2 separate regions of the Zea mays genome follow, and region 1 is linked to region 2. A link is a contact called in public Hi-C data. All regions are on one chromosome and are shown on one strand. The core of a region is the stretch at or near the end of the contact, and the rest is flanking DNA. Distances in the headings are between cores, read along the strand shown.

Region 1 (4,806 bases), core at 260-2,759, 300 kb before region 2:
AGCCACCACCACCGCTAACCTGTCACCCACTCCCGTGAGTTCCATCTATTGTGGCTAGCTTGCGGCGTTTCCCATTTGGTTGTCCACGCTCCACACTTCAGTAGGCCTGGGCCCCTAGCGTGGCAACACAGGCGCGATCCTAGAGATGGCAATGGGTACCCGCTACCTGAAACCCGATGGGTTTTTGCTCGACTAGGGTATGAGTTTGGTCAATTTCTCTACCCATGAGTTTGTTAATGGGTTCAAATAGAAACCCAACGGGTACGTGGACATGAGTTTGTTCTTTCACTACCCATACCCGCAAACTCATGGGTTTTTAAAACCCGCCTTAAAATCATCATTTCTTATAAATATGTCTCATATATTATTAATTGAATATGTTCTAATTGAAATAAACTTCATGTAATAAATTTTAAGCTAAAATTAGTTATCACTTATTCTTTTTATCCTAGCTTATTAATGTATTGATTGTTATTTACATGATGAATTATTTTTTATGTTGATGTTAGTGGGTATGGGAAACCCGTTGGGTACCCGAAACCCGCATGAGTATGGGTTTGGGTAAAATTTTATACCCGTCATGGGTATGGGTTCTTTAGCGGGCGTATTTTTTCTTCGCGGGTATAAGTTTGGGCAAGTAATACCCAGCGGGTTTTTACCCGTTGCCATCTCTACGCGATCCCCTAGCACGACGTGTGGGCGTTGGGTGCGGTAGCGCAGGCGTGGGTCCCTAGCCCGTCTCTCTGCCTGGGCTCTCTACGAGACGTCAGTAGGCGCGAATCTACTGTACGGTTCGCCGTCACGTCAGATGCCAGGGCATCTCTCCTTCGAAATACAAGACTCAACTTCACCACGAACGCTCCCCTGGATGTATAAATAGGGCAGTGGTCCCTCCATTGAGACACAACAACACACATAGTCGAGTTCTTGCTTTCTCACACTGTCTTAGATATTGACATTTGTCTCAATCATCTCTAGGGACTTGTGGACTTCTCCTCTCCCGCTGTGCTTATAAACCCCTACTACAGGCACCACGGTACGAGTAATATATGCATCATCCCCTCTCCTGGAAGTAGGGCCTCGAGAAGCCCGAACCAGGATAATCGCTTGTGTCATTTCGCACACCATCTAGAGCCGGCCACGCGACACATTACTGGTTGGTTAAGAACCCGCGGTCCAAACACTGACACGATCGTAACCGATATAATTTTCGTACTGAACTTTCATTTCCTATGTTTCCGAATTACCAATGTCGTTTTCGTTTCTGGAGTTACCGTTTTCGATCTCGTTTCCGAGAAAAAAAATATGAAAACGAAAATAGTTTTAGTGTTTAATGATAGTTTCCGGCCGTTTTCACCCCTACTAGCCGGACCGGGTCGTGTCTGGGCCGTGCTTTTTTGTGTCGTGGCTGGGCTGTCCCACGTGTTAGTGTCAATTAGTCATCTATAGAGAGTGGTTTGATACAAAGTCGTTTTTCAAGAAAGATCGCTAGAGACGGGGGCATTCAATTTTTTGCCACTTTAATGTAGCAGCCGTTTAATTTGTGTCATTTACACCATATTCACTGATTCAAATAGTGGGAAATAGTTAACTTTTAACTAGAGATGTTGTGAAACTAGGAAAACCCGGCGCCCACTGCAGGACAGGACTCGCGCTGCCACGCTCTGGTTAGAGATAAGATGACCTGTTCTCGCAGCAAGTGATTTGGCTCTTGCCATGGAGGTGCCGCTCTCCCCACCGCGTGCCCACGCCAGCCTCCTCTGCTGCAGCTCCACTCCCGTCGTCCTCGGCCTCCGATCCCGCTCCGCCACCGCTCCGAGCCGCCGCGCGCGGCCACTCCTTGCCCGCAGGAACCGGGACAGCCGGAGCGACGAGGAGACCGCGGCGGAGCCCAAGATCATCACGGTCGGGCGGCCGGGGAAGAGCGGGCGGCGGCGCAACAGGAAGCAGCAGCAGCAGCAGCAGCAGACGGCGGCGAAGGAAGAAGAAGAAGAAGAAGAGGAGGAAGATGAGGACGAGGAGGAGGAGCGTGACGCGACGATCCCGGAGGTGGTGACGAACCGGATGATGCGGCGGGTGGGCGCGTCGGTGGGGCTTCCGCTGGCGCTGGGCGTGGGGTTGTTCCCGGTGTTCTACTACCTGAAGGCGGTGGCGAAGGTGGACGTGCCGACGTGGATCCCCTTCGGCGTGTCGTTCGTCTTCTTCGGCGCGGCGCTGGCCGGGGTGAGCTACGGCATCGTGTCCGCGAGCTGGGACCCCGCCCGGGAGGGCTCCCTGCTCGGCTGGAACGAGGCGCGCCGCAACTGGCCCGTCTTCTGGGACTCGCTCCGGGGACGCTCCCAGTCCCCACCTCGCCGGGGCTAGGAGTAGAGTAGGGCAGGGACAGACAGGACCGCCCCAGTGTGATGACTGACATGACACTCTTGTGCGTTTGTCTCGGAAAAACTTGGGCTCTTGCATTGGTGCTGCTGTGTAAATCCACGTCGATCGCTCGCTCGCTTGTGTTGGGGTTGGGGACGGGGGTTCAATGAGAATTTGCATCTCTTGTTTGGTTCAGTAAGAGGGATGGAATGGATTCACTGCGGTGCTCATTCGGTTATTCAGGAACCATCTCTGGTACGATTTCATCTAATATCTTGTTGGGTTATTTCTAATACACATACACATGAATTAGATGATATTAAAAAAATTAATAAAAAGTTTAATTTGTTTGAGATTTAAACTCATCCATCCAATCATCTAAGATCTTTTATGTTTTGCTTCTCGGCTATCTTCATCGTAACTAAAAAGTACTTTTAGTTGGCACTCTTCTCTGTATCGCTCATCGTGTGTGTCTTCTACTGTTCTACAGTTCGACTTTCACCGTCTTTTCGATGGAACCCCTCTATTTCTGCGAGAAAATTGATAGAATAGGGATGAAGTATTGTCTCGATCGAAATCTATCAAGTCTACACAATCCCAGTTTGCAAAAAAAAAAAAAAATCATAAATCCGGACGCGGAACGCCAGCCAATCTTTGATGGGTCATGGTAATCCCAGTTCATCCAGTTTGGAAGCTAAGATAACGAAAGAGATTGGAGAGACTAAAATATCATTATTATTTAAAATTGAATAAGGAGATTTTCAGCTCATTATATTCCCTCTGATTTTGTGGAGAAACTAGTCTCGGTCCCATGAAGAGGGAGCGAGAAGCCCCGATTGTGACTGTGTGTAGGCATTAACAGTTGGATTGCGTGTCTCCTCCTACCGCGATGCAAAAACAGGAGCCTACAGCTGGGTCATTTTCAGCGTGAACTCGTCGGCGGTGCCGGCGCCGGTGCGGTGGCGCCCGTTGCGCGCGGGGGGACCAGTCGCGCTCGCGGGCCCCCTTCTTATTAACGCACGCTGGTACGGTGGCCTAACTAACGGCCTTGCGGCTGTTTTGGGGTTGGACTGGCTAGCGTAGCGTCTGGCCCATATTAACATTACCACAGCAGGCCCAAAGTGTGTAAGCCATCGACTCGACGTCCAAAGCATGCTGTTTTGGGACCTCGAAACAAATAGTATGCTGTGTATTTTTGCCATCCGATTTCACAAACCGTTCTCCTTGCCTGTCATTCCGCAGGAATCAAAAGGACCATATTTTTAAATTAGTTTCCATCTCTTCGTTCTGAATCGATCCGTGCTCCGTTATGTTTGCCCTGGAGAGGTTTAGTTTGTGTCGGCCGGTCAAATTGCACAGAGAGAGAGAGTGCACCGGAGGGAGCGGCGCAGGCATGTGCGGACTGCGGAGCAACGATAGTTTGCAGGGCCCGGCCCCAATCCAATGGGCAAATCTCAGATCCGGCCGGTTGAAGTAAAAAAAAAAAAACCGAGATGTTGCGTGCGCAGATCCAGATCCGTACGCGCGCGGCGCCTCCCTGGCAATTAGTACAAGCTAGTGTGACGATATTAATAGTTAATGGGGGGGTATATGTGTAGTATACGCTATTAGTTAAATACCCCTAGTACGTTTTAATTAAGAAGACGGAGTGTGTTGGTGTGTGTGTGTGTGTGTGTTGCTTGCTTGAAGAGGAAGAGAGCCCAGGAGGGCGACGCCGGGCTGGGCTGCAAGCAGAGGTCTCTCCGGACGCATGGAAGTTGGAAACCAACCACAAAGCGTTCACCTGCCCTGCGGGACGAAGGCAGGTGCCGTGCGGTGCGCCAGAGCCGATTGGACACCACGGTCACCGCAGTGCTTGGCAATTGGTGCCCCCGATCCACTACCGACCACCACAAAGCTTTTGTTCTCCTCCACTGCACGGTGCGGTACGCTTTTGTTTGCGGGTTTTCGTAGGTGGTGTTGGAAGTCAAATTGAGCAGCGCGGACAGTCCGGCGCTGAGGCCGGATCGTCCGCGGTCCCGGACGGTCCGCGCGCGCGCAGAGTCAGTTAGGGTTCCTAGTTTCTCGCAGGATTTGTTACCTAAAACCGCGGGATTAACTCGGGAAACAGTTGGAAACGGATCCAGACCTCCCCCTTTATATAGATGAAGGGCTACGGCCGATTGAGCCCCCATCAATCGAACAAATCAAGTCTATTTCTCGTTTTTACCTTACGCATTAGGAATAGTTCTAGTTTAGCCTTTCAATCCCCAAATTCTTCGCCTCTCCTCGACTCTACGTCGATTAGAGGAGTCTAGGTCGGCCTGCCCGAGCCTAGACAACTCCTAGGATCTCTCCTCCCCGACGGGGTCCCTCCCGGGAGCGAGATCCAGGCGCTGCCGGCGATCATCTGCCGCCCCTGCGCACGCGCGGACCGTCCGGCCCCAGGGCGCGGACCGTCAGGCC
Region 2 (5,169 bases), core at 2,051-4,550:
CTTGAAAACATTCTTCAGGCTACAGCTGTTTCCTCCCGAACTCTTCAACTCACTCCTTCTCCACATGCTACCACCTGCTGCCGTCGCGGTTTCACATCCGTGGCCTATCTCGAACGCAATGCAGGTGAATGGTCAGCATCTACCACCTTCGGTCCTGTTTCTTTCATACAAAGCAGGCTTCTCTATGTCAGGGTGTTTGGCAAACAACCCTACCGGTCATTTCTAGTACGTTGTTAGCCATTCCAGAAGACCCAGTTGTCTTCTCATGTATGCTGACAACCTAACGCATACAGTGCTGTATCTTGAGGAGTCATCGTGCAGAACTGGCAAGCATCCTCATCGTGCAGAGCTGGGGACGGAATCAGTAAGCCCAACTGGCAGAGGATGAGTCCAGCTATGGACAATACTTGTAGGCAGCAACGGAAAATGGAGCACACGGGAGGCAGAAGTCGGCACAGGAGGAATCAACTGCCAGCCCTTTCAGTGAAAAGAACAAAGCAACAGATGCTGAGTTACTGACAAGCATATTGGTATTTTTATCTCCACAACACTAATCAACTACAGGTTCTCAAACAGGCTCCACAATCATCTCAACAAGTACCAACCATAGCCATCTTCCCCGCACAAAGTATGCATCCATCACCAAGCATCGCAATTCGCAACGTTGATATTTATCCTTAAAAAGGAGACCCTTAAGTATAGTAACAACCATTTGTCACACGATGATTAGGACCACTAGAAAAGCGGACCAAACAAAAAAGATCTTGGGAGCAAATACAGTGCGATAACATGGAACTTCAAACATGTCACAGAAACAGGACCAAAAAATAACATGAAGGTACATAACATTGACTAGTTTTACTTGAAAGCAACAGAATGCCACAGCATCGGCGTGGAACACTCCGGCCGCCATATATGATCACTACCATAAACTTGAACAGTAACACAAACAGACTAGTAGCCAATCAAATATTGCACAAAAACAACAGTCTGACACAATACTGACTATGAAACAGATAGCTAAGTGATAGGTGCTTCGCCAATTCTGAACTCCAGGTATGGATGAGGCGAAGTGGCATCGGACAAGCAAACCTGCAGCACGAAAAGCCCCACACATCACGTTACCACTGTCAGATTATATGTACGATAGTAGTGGGTAGAGAGGCATGAAATAGATAATTACCATATTCAGGGTTGAGCATTCGCAGATCTCTGATACGTGAAGTCCTTTATGAGAATACATGGAGGAGACTAGAATCCTGGGCATGCTCCAGGATCATGAGGCACAAAAGATAATAAGACGAAGGGAAAACCACCACTAAATGCAATTTTGAGATGAATGGTTCGAAACGGATTGGATGGCACATGCAATGGGACTGGGGTGACAAAGGAGATGAATAGCTAAAGTCAGTACAGACATGGAGGACAAAGAACATTGGATCGGGACTTCATAACAACTCCTCTGAGCATCTTCATTCCAAAAAACAGAAGTGCCAGAGGGGAGATCCTTGTGCGCTTTGCATAACACAGGGAGATGTTATGAAGGGAGGTGAGTCAGCAGGATGCAATGTGATACAGAATGCAAGTTTCAAGGGATGCAGCAATCCTACAGAAGACTACATATATGACAGAACTTGAACAGTACTAGCTAGCCTACAATGCCCTGCCTGAGATGAACTACATGACAAGGATTATGATATGAAGGCTGTGGCTACTGGTTAATGATGGGCAGGGAAGATGCAAATACTATAACATCTAAATGGAGTATTGGACTACTAATAGGCAACTACAAGGTACAAGGAACAAAGGTGACTCTGAAACTGCAGTGATATGCAAATCCACCAAATCTCCATTACCACAACATCCTTCTCACTGCATTTCCAAACTTCCTAAACTCCTCGCTGTGCTTGCTAACCGCCTACAGTACTGCTGCAGAAGGAACCACCGCCAGGTACACAGTGGTTATCCCCGGTTACCCTATACATACTACAAAGGTCAGTTGTAGTTAAACTATGTACACAGAACTACCCAACCGCCATTCAGTTATCCTCAATTTTGAGGTTAAGGATCCTCCTCAGATTCTCGGTGGCAATGGTAGCATCAGTACCACTGAAGAAGGTAACACCTGAGCCTGCAGTCGGCGATGAAGGTGCCGACTTGGCATGCACGGGCACCTCTTCGTCGTCTGACCGGTCAGCAGGTGGAAATTCAAGTGAGACACTGCGCTTCTGGTGGAGTGAGAACTTGGGGATCGGGAGGGAGCTGGGAGGCGGCGAATTGCAGAACCCCGGGCCAGCCCAGAGCTCAGGGCGAGAGGGAGGGGACGTCGAAAGGTTTATAGAGATTGCTCGGCTGCGCTTTTTCCCATGGTGAAGCTGATGTTTCGGTGTCTTGGGCTCAGGAGAGGAGCGGGTCAGTGCAACCCTCTGCGCGGGCGGGGATGGCAGGATGCCGACGGTGATGCCGGAGTGGAACGCCCGGCAGTTGCCAGCATGGTAGCTGCGCGTGGACTGAGGCGACGCTGCTAACGCCTTCTTCCGGCGACCCGAGAAGTGGTGGAGCTGGTGGTTGCGCTCCTCCGAGATGAGCAGAGTCTCCATGGCCCGACCCGAGATGATGCAGGTGCTCTGACTGGGACAGATCGTAGCGACGGATCCCACGAAACCCTAGCGCCAAAAGAAAAATCAAACGTAGAAGCTTATCAACACAGTGCATTTCGATCGCAGAAATGGCAAGCAGGACCAGAATCTGGACAAAAATATCAACATGGATGGTGAAACTATATTATTACGACACGGTGAATCGTAATGCAGAAATGGTTGTCTCTAGTGTACAGATCGCCAAATCATTCAGCAACAAAAAATAAGAGCAGAGGACACGGGTATACTGGTAGATACCTTCCAGATCTGCAGTCGAAGAACAGACCGAACCCCAGACAGAGCACTGATGGCGTCCCCACCTCGCACGATCACCGTCGCGTTTCACTCCTCCGTCCCAAACCAGATCCACGCGCAACGCGAGCAGTCACTGCATCCACAAAGCAAACCGCCGCCGCCGGTGAATCAGACGACCTCCCAAAGGGAAACCGCCAAATCGGAGCTCCGGCTCCCAACTCACCAAATGGATCCCCGCGGCCAGCGGGAATCTCCGAGGAACCCGCCGCTCGCTGCGCGGAGAAACTAGGCAGAAGGACCGCTCGTCGGCGCAACGGGGCGGATCTGGCCGGAAGGTCGCGCTTGCGGAGAGCGGACGGCTGGCGGTGGTTGGGAGTTGGGACTAGTGGGGAATGCAGGAGGTCGGATGGGAGCTAGACGACGACGGACTCGAAACGGTCGGCTGAGAGGCGGGTTTAATAGGGTCCGGGTGGCGTCCGTGAATCGTGTCCACCAGCGCTTACATGTATCACCTAAAATATTATTTTACACTATACACGATATTATTTGTAGAATAAAATTTGAATACTGAGTATGAAACTTGTGGAGACAGTAGTAGTAGTAGCTTTGGCCGCCCGTGCGTCACGTTCGTTGGGGACTTGGGGTCTGAGTCTGACTGGGCCGGCCTGCATGGGGTGGGGGCTCCGGCCGTTGATCTCGGCTGTCGGCGAGCGTGGACGGTGATCGGGAGGACGCGTGGTGAGGAAGTGACGTAGGCGTGTGTTTTGGTTCGGATAAGGGAGGCGTGAACAGGAAGAATGCGTTAGCATCACCAATAGAGCATCTTCAAGGTGGTCCACGGGTCCAACAGCTTCTTACTTATGCTCCCAATTTATTTGATATTCCTAAAACAAGACCCTCGCTAAAGAGTCAAGCCACCCTCGTCTCCAAGGGCGGATATGGGCCCTGGGCCACCTGGGCCGTGGACCGAGGCGCAACCCAAAAATCCTCTTATATATATATATTTTTCAACCAAAAAAATCTAGCTCAAAATACATTTCAGCCTAAAAATGTGGCCCAAAAGACATCCTGCTCGCATCGATTGAGCCTGGCGCTGACGGCCTCTCTCAGTCGCTCAAGTCACGAGAACATAGACTCTTTCAATTATTTCGCAAACCTGCGCGGTTGCGTTTCTTATGTTACCAGCGGCGCGACCGCCTTCATTCAGTCCTCTATCGCTCTCCACGCCTTTAGGCTAGGGGTGGGCGTTCGGGTTACCCGAAAATTTCGGGTCGGGTAATTCGGGTTTTCAAAATTTCGGGTTTTGAGAATCGATACCCGAAATTACAACGGGTTTTACAATACCCGAAAATTCGGGTACCCGAAATTTCGGGTTCGGGTTCGGGTATTCCCGAACTACCCAAACTATTGTGTCGACTTCATAAAAATACATACACCCTATTAAATTAGTATAAAATATAGTTTGAATAATGATATACATGGACATATAAAACACAAGCAATCTACAATCACAAGTTATGCACACATACACATAATTATAAATATACAAATTAATAATTAAGCATGACATGAGTACATGACACATGAAAGTTCGGGTAATTCGGGTATTTCGGGTACCCGATTGTGATACCCGAATTACCCGAACTAAATTCGGGTTTTGCAAGTTGCTACCCGAAATTCCCAAACAAAATTCGGGTTTCGGGTATTTCGGGTTCGGGTTCGGGTATTCCGGGTTCGGGTTTCGGGTTACGGGTTTTTTGCCCAGCCCTACTTTAGGCTCTACGAATTCGGTAAGGGCACAAGGCAGCAACCTCCGAGGCGGCCGGGCGGGCTCTGACTCAGGCATCCGCCACCGCAAGTCCGGCCTCCACCTCCACCAGTTCGCCTCTATCGTCCCTGTAGCAATGACGCGCGCGGCCTGCACTGGCACCACGCCACCGCCCAAATCTACCCCTGCCATTACATCTTTTCCCAAAGTATACAACTTCCTCAACCTGATTTCTTTTCTTTTCTTATTCATAGGCGAGGGCAAAGCGCCTCCCTGGCCAATGGGCAGCGACCACCTGAGCGGCAAGCGTTGTGTGCTGAGTGCTTCTCCTCTATTGTGAGTAATTGTTTCTGAACGTCTGATTCTTTTCCCTGTCTGCCACAGTTTTATTGGATTTTTTTAAATGTTACTACCCCTAAAGTACGAAAAATTAAAAGTTACATTGGATTGTTTTAAATGTTACTACATCTAAAGTGCGAAAAATTAAAAAACGACTAGTACATCGTT

Evidence for each region. A called contact is a pair of places that touch in the nucleus more often than the background predicts.
Region 1: a contact with region 2 is called in a Hi-C map of ear, with 2.0 times the contacts expected there. The contact joins the promoter of LOC103639583 here to the promoter of LOC100277219 in region 2. A contact is called at or near these places in 2 of 25 Hi-C or Micro-C datasets (ear and leaf).

The regions. Positions count from the first base shown.
Region 1 is chr9:159,712,821-159,717,626 of Zm-B73-REFERENCE-NAM-5.0, reverse strand. It overlaps LOC103639583 (protein PAM68, chloroplastic), which reads left to right and starts at 1,509. Exons shown (of 1, transcript XM_008662316.3): 1 at 1,509-2,603. The coding sequence starts at 1,717. The coding sequence ends at 2,364.
Region 2 is chr9:159,418,607-159,423,775 of Zm-B73-REFERENCE-NAM-5.0, reverse strand. It overlaps LOC100277219, which reads right to left and starts at 3,300. Exons shown (of 4, transcript NM_001150852.2): 1 at 3,118-3,300; 2 at 2,898-3,027; 3 at 1,184-2,666; 4 at 765-1,092. The coding sequence starts at 2,600. The coding sequence ends at 2,040.